2 separate regions of the Muntiacus reevesi genome follow, and region 2 is linked to region 1. Evidence: chromatin contacts called from public Hi-C data. All regions are on one chromosome and are shown on one strand. The core of a region is the stretch at or near the end of the contact, and the rest is flanking DNA. Distances in the headings are between cores, read along the strand shown.

Region 1 (6,954 bases), core at 2,299-4,798:
TGTTCAGTCACTCAGTTGTGTTCGACTCTGTTTGACCCAGTGAACTACAGCATGCCAGGCTTCCCTGTCCTTCACTATCTCGTGGAGTTTGTTCAAATTCACATCCATTCAGTGGGTGATACTATCAAACCATCTCAACTTCTGCCACCCTCTTTTCCTTTTGCCTTTAATCTTTCCCAGAATCAGGGTCTATTCCAGTGAGTCAGTTCTTTGCATCAAGTGGCCAAAGTATTGGAGCTTCAGCCTCAGTATCAGTCCTTCCAATGAATATTCAGGGTTGATTTCCTTTAGAATTGACTGGTTTGATCTCCTTGCTGTCCATGAGACTCTCAAGAGTCTTCTCCAGCACCACAATTTGAAAGCATCAATTCTTCGGTGCTCAGCCTTCTTTATGGTGCAACTCTCACATGTGTACATTACTACTGGAAGAACCATAGCTCTGTCTATATAGACCCTTGCTAGCAAAGTGATGTCTCTGCTTTTTAATATGCTGTCTAGGTTTGTCATAGCTTTCCTTCCAAGGGGCAAGCATCTTTTAAAATCATGGCTGCAGTCACCATCCACAGTGATACTGGAGCCCATGAAAATAAAATTTGTCACTGCTTCCACTTTTTCCCCTTCTAGTTGCCATAAAGTGATGGGATCAGATGCCATGATCTTATTAGATTTTTGAATATTGAGTTTCAAGCCAGCTTTTTCACTCTCCTCTTTGACCCTCATCAAAGGGCTCTTTAGTTACTCTTCACTTTCCGCCATTAGAGTGGTATCATCTGCATATCTGAGGCCCCTTCATGGATCACAGCCTTGTCATAGCGAAGGGACTTGTATAACTCAATGAAGCTATGAGATATGCTTTGCAGGACTGCCCAAGACACACAAGTCATAGTGAAGAGTTCTGACAAAACGTGGTCCACTGGAGAAGGAAATGGCAACCCACTCCAGTATTCTTGCCAGAAGAACCAGGAAAACAGTATGAAAAGGCAAAAAGATATGACACTGGAAGATGAGCACCCACCCCTGCCCAGGTCGAACAGTGTCCAATATGCTACTGGGGAAGAGCAAAGGCAGTTACTAGCAGCTCCAGGAAGAATGAAGCAGATGGGCCAAAGCAGAAACGATGCTCAGTTGCCTATGTGTCTGGTGGTGAATGTAGACCAAAGCTGTAAAGAACACTGTTGCATAGGAACCTGGAATGTTAGTTCCATGAATCAAGTAAATTGGACATGGTCAAGCAGGAGATGGCAAGATTGACATGGACATCTTAGTAATCGTGAACTAAAATGCATGGGAATGGGTTCCTCTACCTTACCTTAAATGTTGGAATCCCCAACACTTAAGATTATGGCTAGACCATAAGCTTTTATTCCAAGGATGATGGAGAATTTTGAGCAGAGGCTTGACACGCATGGATTTCTATTTTGACGGGAATACTCTAGCTGCTATAAAGAAACTGGAGAAGAGGTGGTAAAGATGAAAGCTGGGAGACTAGTTAGGGAACTCTTGCAATAGTCTAAGTGGGAGACGATGAATCCAGGGGATTTGGATCAGGAAATAGTGGATAAGCTGGTGAGATACAACCAGATTCTGGATATATTCTAAAGACAGGGTGGGAGGGGTTGTCTAGTATCCATCCAGTTACTCAGGCCAAAAATCTAGATCTTATCCTTGATTTTTCCTTTTCCCTCATATCCCAAATCCAATCCATAAGCAAGTCCCTGTGGTTCTACCTCCAAAATACACATCAAAGTTACTATGTCTGTCCATTTTCACTGCCCCCACAACCCAGCTAAACCACCTGAGTTTACCTCTTATTTGGATTGATACAGTAGCCTCTTCCCTGTTCTCTCTGCTTCCTCTTACTTCCCTACAATCCATTCTCCACAAGCAGGAAAATGGATCATTTATAAAAGTAAATCATATCACAGAATGGATGTTTTTGCATCTTTTAAGGACTTTCTAATGCAATAAAAGTAAAGGCCAAGGGGACTCCTTAGTGGTCCAGTGGTTAAGACTCCATGCTGCCACTGCAGGGCGCACAGGTTTGATCCCTGGTCAGGGAACTAAGATCCTCCGTGCCATGTGGTACAGCCAAAAGTAAATAAATATAGTTAATATAGTTTTTTTTTTTTAAAAAAGAATAAAGGCCAAAATTCATAGCATGAAATACAAGGCCTAAAATGATCTGCCGTGATGACCTCTCTGTTCTCATCCCCTCCTCTCTTTTTCTTGATCATACTGCTCCAGCCACACTAATCTCCATCCTGTTCCTCAGTCTCTCCAAATTCTTTTCTGCTTTGGAGCTATACTGTCCCCGCTGACTAGGCCATCTTACCCCAGCTCTTTGCCCAACTGATCCCTTATCAAATGTCAAATCTCAATTCAACCCTCATCTCCTTAGAGACCTCTGTGATAACTCTCACCTAGTATAGCTACTATGCTATATTTAGTATAGTCCATCACATCTGGTATCAGAAAATACAGTCTTTCAGGGGAAATACAGTAGGTTAATGCTCATTAAGCAAGATCACAAATGAACAGGGTACTCTTGTCCCCTGAGAATGTATGAAGGCTATCATACACTCTCAGGGCCGGAAGGGCCAGCCTCCCATCTAACACCTGAATCACCTGGCAATGTTCAGGTGAGGAGTACTTGACACCTCCACTGAGGGGTCCAACCTAGCTGCTAGACAGCTTTGGAATTGTATCTTTCTTATTCTGAGCTGCAGTATGTTTCTTTAGAGCTATTACACTTCTATGTCCCTCCAAGGAAGCATAAAACAAATAGAAACTCTTTTAGAGGACAGTCTTTCTGGTTTCTCAAGGCAGCTCTCACACCCTCAAATGCCCAACTTATCCTGTAAGCTTGTCCTCCCATCTTCAGGGTTTCCCCCCTGAAGGTGCTTCCGCGGGTCATCTTACCTCCCGGGACCCACAGCTCCCTCCAGCAATCCAGGCGTGGTGGGGCTGATTGCAAGGGCACTCCTTCTCCCAGCGCCTCTACTCTCTCTTTTTGGCCTCTGCTCTCTAGAGCCGCGGCTCACAACTCTCCATCCTTTCGTTAGACATCAACCTCCCGGCCCCTTCTGTACGCCACATCTCTCCGGCTGGAGGGAGCTCCTCAACACCGTCTCCCCATATTGTGCCTAGCACAGGCCTGCCACAGAGCAGTTTCTCTAAAACCGCTGGTGGAATCAAACAATCTATAAGTGATCCTGGGAAACTATCAAGAGTCCTAGATCTCTAGCAAGGCGGCAAGATTCGGAAGCCGAAATCTAGTAGCTGCGCGGCCCCACCCTCCGGTCCACCCCCTCCCAGGGTTGCCTCACCTAGCCACTCAGGCTATCCTGCTCCAAGTCTTGCCTTTCCCTTTAATCACTTCCTCCAACTTGGGGCCTATAATACCCGATGTCTCCCAATAAGTTGTTTCACTTAGGAAAGATTTTAATTTCGGCTGATAACAAAACAGGAATTTCTTCGCTACCATGGCCACGCCCCTTTACTTACGCATTCGGGGCGAACCGGAAGGGATTGCTCAACCCTTAGTTCGTAGACCCGGAAGTAGACGAACCTCACGGAAGCCGGCCTTGGCCCTGCGGCTGCTGCCGTCGCCGCGGAGAAAGTGTTGGAACTGGCAGCCTAGGAATGGTGAGACTTCGCGGTTCGCCTTTGATCATTGATGAGGAGAGTTGGGGGTGAAATGGGGTTTCCCAGAGTGCTGCCGGGTACGATCCCCCCCAGGTTTGGGGCCCCGCCCCGGTAGCGCCCCGAAAATCTGCGCATGCGTGGGCCGGACCGGGCTAGAATCTGGTCCGAGAAGTTACGCATGCGCAAAGGTAGCACGCCAAAGGTGGGGTGAGAATTAGGCTGGGAGTTGACTCCCTTCCCTCGCCACCGGCCCCTGGAGCTTAAAGCTCCGAGAGCATCGGGGTTCATTCGGTGCTTTGCTTTTGAGTTGCAGGACCGACTTCACCACTTCTATCCCGAGCCCCTGAAATAGACCCGGACAAATTCCCTACTTTGGGTGTGCATTTGGCGGGGAAAACGAAGGGCAGAGGGCCAGAAAAGGAAGGGGGCGCAGACCCTGCCTCAGTGTAACGGCGGCATCGGGCTCTTCACCCTTTCCCCAAGTGGCTAAATTCCCAACCGTATACGTTGGAGCGGTTTGACGAGCGCACCTGGGAGTAGGGCTGGAGCGCCTCCTGGTCAGAAGCGTCCCTGATCAGGGTGGGCGGGACCGGAAAGTCCCCAGTACCTGAGTTCTCCGGTCTTAGGCGAGGGTCCCCCAGATGGCGGTTGATGTTTGCTCAGTGACCAAGCCGCGTTTTTTTCTTCCACGAAGTAACACCCTCTAAATCTTAAGCCAAAGCTTAAAATGAAAAAAAAAAAGTGAGGTAGACTGGTTAGAGTCCTATCTCCTTTTCCTTTCCCGTGCTTGGGACTGGGAGGGGAGCTGAGTGGGCCGCTGACAAAGCAAAAGTGAGCCAAGAATCCTTTGTTTCTTGCTAGTTTGGAGTCAAGGCCCTTCACCTAGGGGCTGTTGGTAGAATTAAAGGAAGTTGTGAACTTCCTGAAATGTGTACATTTTTCTAGGGTCCCTAGCTTTTGTCACTGTCTCAGAGATGTTGGTGACCTTCAAAAGGCTACTGGTTTATTAGGGTCGTGTTGGCAGAATATATTGTGTCTCTTCTGGTGTTTTCACTAGCTTATGGGATGCTGAGGACCAGTTCCAGTATAAGGAGGTGAGGCTGGCCAGATGGAAATCTGAGTCTTAGGGAGCCTCATTTCTCCTTTGCAGAATCTCCTCTCGGCCTCTAAGCTCACCTGGTCAGAATCCTTGGATGAGCCTGTGGGACCTTTCCTTCTAGCCCTGTGGTTTGGAACCAGTGGCTTTGGGACTGTAAGAGGATGGACAAAGGTAGTATGAGGCCGGGCCAGCTCCCCAAACGCTCAGGCGCCAAGCATCTGCTGATTCCACCCCGTGCCTGGCACGTGTGTCTTTCGGTCCTGGCTGGGCATTGCCACCTCCCCCTGGGCCAGCACCACCCACGTACCTCTCGGCAGAGGCCACAATTGACTGACTTTCTGTTGAGCTGCTGCTCTTTGGCATGGCTGCATTTTGATGGCAGAGGGAGCAGTTATGCCCAGAGCCCGGTGTGTCGGCATCACCAGTCTGACCTGAGCACCATGTGCTGCACGACATGACACGTGGCACCGGGAGAACTGCCCAGCGTGGAAGGTCTGGGCCCAGATGGGACTGGATGGCCAAGGAACTCCCACCTTAAAACCTCAAATGTCAAGGAGACAGGGGAGGGACCAAGAGGGCTGGCTGGGAAAAGGGGGGCTGAGGAGGGGTCCCCTGTGCAGAGGTTCAAGGCTCTGCTGGGCAATTAGGAGGTCTGACTTCACCACTTCTCTTTTTTCTAGATTCTCAGGGGCTGCTAGATTCATCCTTGATGGCATCGGGCACTGCCAGCCGCTCAGAGGATGAGGAGTCACTGGCAGGGCAGAAGCGGGCCTCCTCTCAGGCCTTGGGGACCATCCCTAAACGGAGAAGCTCCTCCAGGTAATAAGGGTTTGAAGGGCCAGAAACTGAGACTGCAGCATGCCTTCACCCCTGCATCCCTCTGGGGCCTGCGTTGGCAGAGGCTTGTGCTTTTCCCGACCTTACTAAGTCCCTCTCCTTGAGACTGAGCAAAGGAAGGAGATCTTAGGTCTTTGATGTGAAGTCTTTGTAGTGTGGTACCCAGTCATCTCAGAGGGTTGAGGCATAGAGGTTCCATGCCTTGACCACTGAGCCAGAGCAGTGAGCACTCTGACTACTGGGAACCTGCTCTCCTTTAGAGGCTGGGTGTGGGTGAGTGGGTACTGGGGGTGGGGCATAGAGAGCTCTCTGAGTAGGACTCTTCACAGGTTCATAAAGAGGAAGAAGTTCGATGATGAGCTGGTGGAGAGCAGCCTGGCTAAGTCCTCTACCCGGGCGAAGGGGGCCAGTGGGGTGGAACCAGGGCGCTGTTCGGGGAGCGAACCTTCCTCCAGTGAGAAGAAGAAGGTAAGGATTGGGAGAATGGGGAGTAGCCAGTGCCCCACTGGTGGGGGCCAGTGCCAGATTTCGTGTTTCCCCACAACCTTCGCCAGCTGGCAAGAGCCCTGCAGAGGAGGCTTGTGAGAGGATCAAGCCGCCCCAGCCCCAACCTCAGATGCCTCTCTCCTGGGAGCCCATCTCACTACTCCCCCTTTCTTGCTGCACCCCGCCCCCCCCCCCCCCCCCCACCCTGTCAGCACATCCTGTATCACATTCTGTGTGGGAGGCATAGAGCGTGCATCTATTCTGGGAGCAGACAGCCTGTTCCCAGCATTGCTGGGTGTAAAAATAACCCCCAGGTGGCATTGCTCTGGCCCCAGACACTGTACCAGCAAGAGTGTTTTCCTGGTATCCTCCCCACCCACCCTCTACTCCAGGGTTGGGGGCACCATCAGCAAAAAGAAGACCCCATATGGTCTAGGGCTATGTAGAAGTACTTTGATGGGGGCGGGAATGGGGAGGAGCTGGTATTAGAAAGCTGAGCTCTCTGCCTGTGGCTTCTTGTTGGATGGGGCTGTAGAAAACTCTGGGTCTGAGGCCCCAGCTGCCCCGGTGCCAGCTCTGAGCTCACTCTGCTCCTGCCCTCTGTCCAGGTGTCCAAGACCCCCAGCACACCTGTGCCGCCCAGCCCCGCCCCAGCCCCTGGACTTACCAAGCGTGTGAAGAAAAGCAAACAGCCACTCCAGGTGACCAAGGATCTGGGCCGCTGGAAGCCTGCGGATGACCTCCTGCTCATCAATGCCGTGTTGCAGGTAGTGCTTCCTGCCACAGCGGTCTTGTTTCCCTTTTCCCCACCACTTCCAGTTCTCAGCCCCCAGCTAGCCTGGCAGTGTCTGGAGGTGGCACGGGAGGGTATTTCCCAGTTCCAAGGC
Region 2 (6,954 bases), core at 3,327-5,826, 200 kb after region 1:
CCGAGGGAAGAACACTAACCTGACCACAGCGGGCCTGCCGCGCTCACCCCAAAAAAAACAATTCTGACCTCAAAAAACAAACAGAAAAGTAAAAAAAACAAACAGAAAAGTAAAAGAAAAAGGTGTGAAAGTTAAACTTGGCCTTAAAATTGTAGTACATAAATTCACTGGGTAGTATTTTATATATATGGATGAAAAGAAAAAATATCTATAAATTTCATTCCTCTCAATTGATTGGGCCATTTTTTTTACTCAGTAGGGAATATAAGCCAAAGTAATTCTGCTTTTTAAAAACATGCATACTACTCAGAGTTAACTTTCAGAAAACAGGAAAGTGTGAGGGTGGTACACACAAATAAAGCTGGAGAAAATGTACATAATTTTACTATCATGTTCCTGATCTCCAGGCTTCCTCTTCAAACTGAGGCATCCTGGGCTGTTCCTTCTACAACTGGGAATGAGATAAGGCCCCCTTGAGATGTTCAGGCTGTTGGTTCCCCAAAGTTCCCCAAAGGGTTTCCCCAAAGTCCCCACAAAGGTATATGAAATATAAAATCATGAATTTTCCCATAACTCCCCATAAAACAGTATCATCTATCCCTTCTGCAATTTTCTAACACATTCTGTTTACACCTCTTAGGACACAGTTCAAAACACAGAACAAGGCAGTCTTCAATATGTGTACCTGTGTTATTATCCCCCACCAGACTGTAAATGACTAGGGAGCAGGGTGTATAGCTCAGAATCAAATCCCAAGTTTCAACAAGACCTGACAATTCAGCCAGTCCAACCACTTGTGTAAAGTTTGAAAGTTCACCACAATATTCCAAGCAGAAGGGTCTGTGATGGGGGGATTATCCCCCACTTCACAGCAGCTTGTTCCTTCTTTGGAAAAGTACAGCTTCTAAAAAGTTCTCCTATAACCGAAATTAAAATATTTTCCTGAAAAGATTAGAATTCCAGCCTTTTCAAACTTAACCCCAGTCTTACACCTTGGTAGTCCACAGAAAAGATCAAATCCCTTTTGCCACAAGACATCTTGTGAAATGTTTGAACCCTTATATTTTCCTTCAATCACCTCACTTGGTGGTTTGCACATAAAACAAAGAAAGTTAAGTAAACCTCCTCCATGATCTATCACTATACCAGAGGTGAAATCAGGTGGTCTAGTCTCTAAAAGATATTTTATTGGTTTTATAATATGTCTTTCATTTCATTATGTGGATTAAGAAAAAAGTCAGGACTACAATAGCCAATAATTCAGAAATTCAAAATCACAATAGTTTTCTCACCTCTTTAAGGCTTTCTCATCTCCACTGCAAGTGATTGGAGAAGGAAATGGCAACCCACTCCAATAATCTTGCCTGGGAAATCCCATGGACAGAGAAGCCTGGTGGGCCACAGTCCATAGGGTCACAAAGCATCAGACACAACTGAGCAACTGAGAACACACTGCAAATGACAGTTTCTTTTACACTGTTGGGATGCCTCACTGGGCAAAGCTGTGCTGGGACAAGAGATCCAACTCTGCCAGTCCAACCTCAAAGGGAAGTTTATTCCCAATTCCAGGATGCCCTGGGCTTCCTAGGCTGCCTCAGGACTTCATACGCAGCCTGGATCTCCAGAAAGTGCCTCTGAGCTTCCTCCATCTGGTGCCGATTGTGGTCAGGGTGCCAGGTCTTCACTAGCTCCCGGTATCTGCCATGTATTTCTTCATTTGTTGCCCCCTCTGAGAGACCAAAAGCCTTAGGGAAACAGAAGCTAACAAATTAGAACCTCATAAGTTGTAAGGGCTCCTGGATCTCTCCTCGCTACCTTCCTAAACCAGGCTGAAATTGGCTTCCACTTGCTGGCAGGAAAGGCAGAGAGCCTCAGATTAGAATTCCAACCTTCTGAAACATGGACAAGTTCTAGATCTCATGGCAAGAACCAGGATTTGCTTTTAATCACAGATGCCCATTTTCCAACCTGGAACTTGGCATCCTTGACAAGGTCTCCTCCTTACATATATGCAAAATAAGCATATATGTCCATCAAAGACATGTACAAGAGTGTTTGTAGCAGCTAATCCAGATGTTCACTGACAATAGAATGGATAGATAAATTGTGGTATATTCACATAATGGGACATCAAACAACTATGAAAACAATTTATAATCCTGTGTATGAGTAAATTTCACAAACATAATGTTGAATGAAAGAACTCAGACACAAAAAAGTATACACTGGATGATTCCCATTTATATGAAGCCCAAGAATGGGCAAAATTAATCTATGGTAATAACTGTCTGAATACAGATTCTTCCCCAGGAAAGGAGTATAGATTGGGAAGGGGCATGAGGGAATCTTCTTTTTTGTTTTCTTTTGTTTTTGGCTGCGCTATGCAGCATACAGGATCCTAGTTCCCTGATCAGGGATCGAACCCATGACCCCCACAACGGGAGCTCAGAGTCTTAACCACTGGACTGGCAGGGAAGTCCCAAAGGAACCTTATTAATTATGGAAATATTCCATACCTTCATCTGAGTGATGGTTAAATAGGTATCTACATAAAATTAGTGTACTTTATATACATATTATACCTCAGTAAAAAGAAAATAACATACATATATCTTTTCCCACTCCTTATTAGAGTCACTGAACCATCACCCATTGCACACAAAAGACCAGAGAAGTCAGGATACCCTTCTGGGGTCTGACCCAGCAGACATGAAAACAGTACCTCCACACCAGCCCCAGTGAGACTTAGCCTAACTCCTGGAGCCATCTTAGACAGCAATGAGAGGGAAGAAACCTTACCTGGAGAGCCAGCTGACGCTTCTCATCCTGAAAACCGTGAACAAACTCATAAAGCTTCGCCCACTCTTGGAAGTAGCTGCTGCTGATGCCATGATCTCCTACCAGCAGCTTCCAGGCTCGGAAAGGTAGAAGGAAGATAGACTCCAAAAGGCGCCCAAGGAGGGGGAAGAAGCTGAACCACCTCAAGACGGAGCCAAGAGTATCTGCCACATAGCTGAGGGCAACAGCTGTGTTGCAGAGGACACTGTATACTAACGGGCCTGTGAAAGCAAGGTAAGCCAAGCCCAGGCGGTAGAGCCGCACGCTGAGCGTCTCTGACCCAGCTGAAGGTTTGTAGCGGCGATGCTTCTGGGCTGTGATGCTGGCAGCCAAGCTGATGGGCAGGATGGCTATGGGGCGGCCATAGAAGACAGGTGAAGTAAGAAAGGCGGCCCCTAGAGTGTTCTTTAAGTCTGATGTCTGGTTGCCAATGGCAGCCACCAGCAAGACCCCTAAGCCAACTGCCAGAGGGAGGCCCACAATATAGAAGCTGGCCATGAAGGAAAGGCTAATGAGAGCCACAAGGCCAAAATAGATGCCCACTATCATCTGGGCAACAAAGCGAATGAGACTTAGAGGAGGTATCCCCCTTCCTGAGCTCTGCCTCTGCTCCTGGGCTCTGTTGGCCTGAGCAACAAAGCTTGGGAGCTTCCAGAATTCCCAGAGCCAGCCTAGACCACCACCCCCCAGGGTAAGCATCCAGAGCAGTGCATGGCTGTCCCGTCCCAGGTACAGGTGGTGGAGACCAGCAGGGCCCCCTACAGCCCAGAGGGCGTAAGTCATCAGGAGCCTCTTGGCCATCCTCTAAGAAAACGGTCTCACAATAAGTCCAGTGGCACCTGCCATTGCCTGGAATGCAGAAATCTGGAGTCGTCTGTGAGAATCATGGCAGTCATGGCCCCAGAGTTATCCTTAGACCCTAAGACATGGAAAAAAGCAGTCATAAGATTATGTCCAGACCCCAACACAGTAACACTTCTTCCAATATTAGTCAAGTCCAGCTCTTCCTGAGCGTCCCTGCAATTGTAGCTCTCCCATATTCTTAGGTCTAGAATCTCATCTCTGTTCTTTATAACCACAGGGACTCCAAGGTTAGAGAAAAAAGTTATAAGTGCTTTCGGTTGAGTAAGTGAGAACTCAGCACAGGGACAGAAAAGCATAAGCTTAAATTGCAGACCTCCCCTCAGACCACCTACCTCCTGGAAGGGACTCTCGGTTTGGGAGTGGGGGTGAGTGAATAAAAATGAATAAAAAATAAAACTGAATAAATACAATATCCCTGGAAAGTTCCTATACAACTTTTAAAGTCCCCTACCATACCACCTAACCCCCCTCCCCAACTCCGACTGTGGCTGCCCACAGACCCCTAGCAGAAATTTTAGCCCTTCTCCAGCCTCCCATCTCTCCAGACCAAGAAATCTTGATACAAGTCAAACTTGAAAGAGGTCCTGAGTTCCCTCCAGGTCTAGAAAGCTACATTTTGACCTGGACCCAGGAACCTCACATTTCAACCACCGCCTTCCACGACAAACTTGTAAGGTCCCTCCATATTGTGGGGCTCAGGCCCGGGGACTAGTACCCGCTAGTCCCAGGGTGAGCAGCTGTACCTGGGTACCTCGGATTCCAGATCAGACATTTCCTTTGACCACAGTCAAAATGGCCCCTCTCATTCCGCTCCCACTTCCATCCAAGTGGACTTTGTCTTTCAGTGTTTGCTGTGTCACGGAAGTTGGGCCGTCCTGGCCAGGCCCCTCCTCCCCAAGGCCCTCCCTCGCCCCTTAGGGATCACCTTTCTGGCGTATTCCTCCTCCCCAGGCTCAACCCGGCTGGCGCAGCGCCCACTCCAGGCCAAGAGCGCCTACATTACTACAGAACGACCACCAGGTGGCGCTGCCGCTTGCGGACGGGAGGTGTCGGGCGGATCCCCAGGCTCACCTTGTCTAGATGCTGGGGCAAAGGAGCCCAGGGCGAGGCGGGGCGGGGTGGGGGGCCTATAAAAGCAAAAAGAAGCCCTTGATCACCGCTTTGCACCCTCACAAATGGGTCCCTCACCTCAGGCTTCAGTCCTCTCTCCCTATTCCATTGCCGTTCAAGACTGCCTTGGATGGCTTCATTTCCAATTTGCCTAAGGGAGAGACACCAGGGTACCGGCTACAGAGAGAGGCTCTCCCCTCAAGTTTGCCTCATTGCCCGCCTCCAGGCCCGCTAGTCAGGGGCAATACATCTAGATCCAAGCCAGAGACCTGAGAGTCCCTCAGGAACCCCAAGTCAGCTGTATCTCGCTGACTTTGGCGCGAGAGAGATCCATGAGCAGAAAAGGATGGGGGTGAGGACCTCCCCACCAGGAGAATAATCTGCGGTGTCCTCCAGCCTCAAGGCTGGGATGGAAGTGGGATGCAAGATCCCCTCACTTCAATGTCGTGGGCTCCAACCCTGCTACGTGACCTTGGCTTTGGGGAGGTGGAGTGGGCCTGTTTCCTCCTCTGTAAAGAAAAAGCGTGGATCTTCAAGTTTCCCCATCTTTGACTTGGGGGTGGGGTGGGCCTGGAGGTCTTGCCCCTGTCGCCTCCCCGCAGTCGACAGATTCTGTTCCCTCCTATATTCCCAGCCCCTCCAGTCCTCTTCCTGGTCCAGGGAGGGAAAGCAGATCCTCTTGTCTGCTCCCTAGGACTCACGGAGGGGCCAGGGCCGGGAGGGGCATCAAAGCGACACTGGAGCCGCCAGCTGCTGGGCGCGGGAGCACTGGGGCGCTGAATAATGAATGAGACTTAATTGGGCCGGCACTGCGCGGCGGCGCGCTAAGCTCCGCAAACAGCTCGAGCGGCCGAGGCCGCCGCTGGACAAACAAACTGGCTCCGGGCGCAGAGACAGGGGTGGGAGAGGCAGCTACGGGAGCGGGAGGGGAGAGGCAGCCCGCCTGGGCCTGGGGGCCGTCGCTGTGGGGCGGGAGGAACCCCCTGTGTGCCGGGCCGCGCAGGCCTCCCAGAAGGTGGGGACCCGGGAGGAGGCTCAGGGCTCGACTTCAGGAAGCCGGGACTGGGAGAGAAGCGGATTTGTGGGCTGGGGGCCAGGGTCCCAAAGGCGACTGGCACGAGAAAAAGATGGAGAAGCAAGTGGAGGGCGGAGGAGACAGCGAGAAGCGAGAGGGAAAAAAGCGCACCGGGGGAGGGGCTGCGGCGGGGCGGGGGCTGGAGAAGAGCAGTTACCAAGAGGAAAGGGAAAGAGCGATGGAGGAACGAGCGAGGGGAGGCGCGAGGAGCCGAGAGAAGAAAAATTGGAGAAGAGTCAAGGAGAAGGGTGGGAGATGACCGGAATGGGAACGAGAGGGTGGGGGGCGAACTGGAGGCGCCCCTACCTCCGCCTCGCCCCGCCGCGCTCCCGCCTGAGCGCGCTCTCCAGCCGCCCGCACTCACTTTGTCACAATTACGGGGCCGTCACTCGGCCTGGATTGTTTTCCCCAAATTGTTGTTCTATAAACTGGCGCGGGGTGGGGATTGACGCGGGCTGGAGGGGCGGTGATCTGACAAGCTGAAGCAGGAGCGAAGGGTCTGAGCTGCGGTGGCGGGGGGTGGGGGCACCGGGAACGTGGCGGTGTATTTACCCGCAAGAGGACCCGGGGCGGGTAGGTGAATTGAGACTCACGCGGGAATTTTGGTTGCTACCCCCAGCCTCGTGGCTGACATCGCTTTTAACCATCCTGACCCTTCTCAACCTCCGCTGCCTCGGTTTCTCCAGCCGAGAGATGAGAGGCTTGGAGGGCAGGAGCGGCGGAGGCGGCTGTAGGTGGGGTCCGAACTTGCCTTCTCACCCCCATTATCTTTTGTTCTCTGCTACCCTGGTCCACTGACCGGGGGCGGGGTGGGGGGTGGTCTATCCAACTCAGCCTCCCCTGAGCGCCAGGGGCACCTGCTCACCCCCGCTAGAAGGCCAGATTCTCACCCCCGACAGGTCTGGACTGCCCCCGCCCCCCACCCCCGCCTTCAGCCCCGGCTCAGCGCCGCGCGGTGCCCACGCCGCCTTGCTGTCCCTCAATCCCGCAAACATCTGTTGCGCGCCCACTGTGAGCCATATCCGCGCCAGCCGTCCCCCCACCTCTCCCCCGCCACCCTCCCCTTC

Evidence for each region. A called contact is a pair of places that touch in the nucleus more often than the background predicts.
Region 2: a contact with region 1 is called in a Hi-C map of blood, with 2.1 times the contacts expected there. The contact joins the promoter of DNAJC22 here to the promoter of MCRS1 in region 1.

The regions. Positions count from the first base shown.
Region 1 is chr4:146,432,549-146,439,502 of mMunRee1.1, forward strand. It overlaps MCRS1 (microspherule protein 1), which reads left to right and starts at 3,549. Exons shown (of 15, transcript XM_065934485.1): 1 at 3,549-3,645; 2 at 4,796-4,915; 3 at 5,425-5,563; 4 at 5,911-6,049; 5 at 6,676-6,834. The coding sequence starts at 4,906.
Region 2 is chr4:146,633,114-146,640,067 of mMunRee1.1, forward strand. It overlaps DNAJC22 (DnaJ heat shock protein family (Hsp40) member C22), which reads right to left and starts at 4,577. Exons shown (of 3, transcript XM_065932122.1): 1 at 4,446-4,577; 2 at 2,800-3,757; 3 at 1,168-1,745. The coding sequence starts at 3,639. The coding sequence ends at 1,554.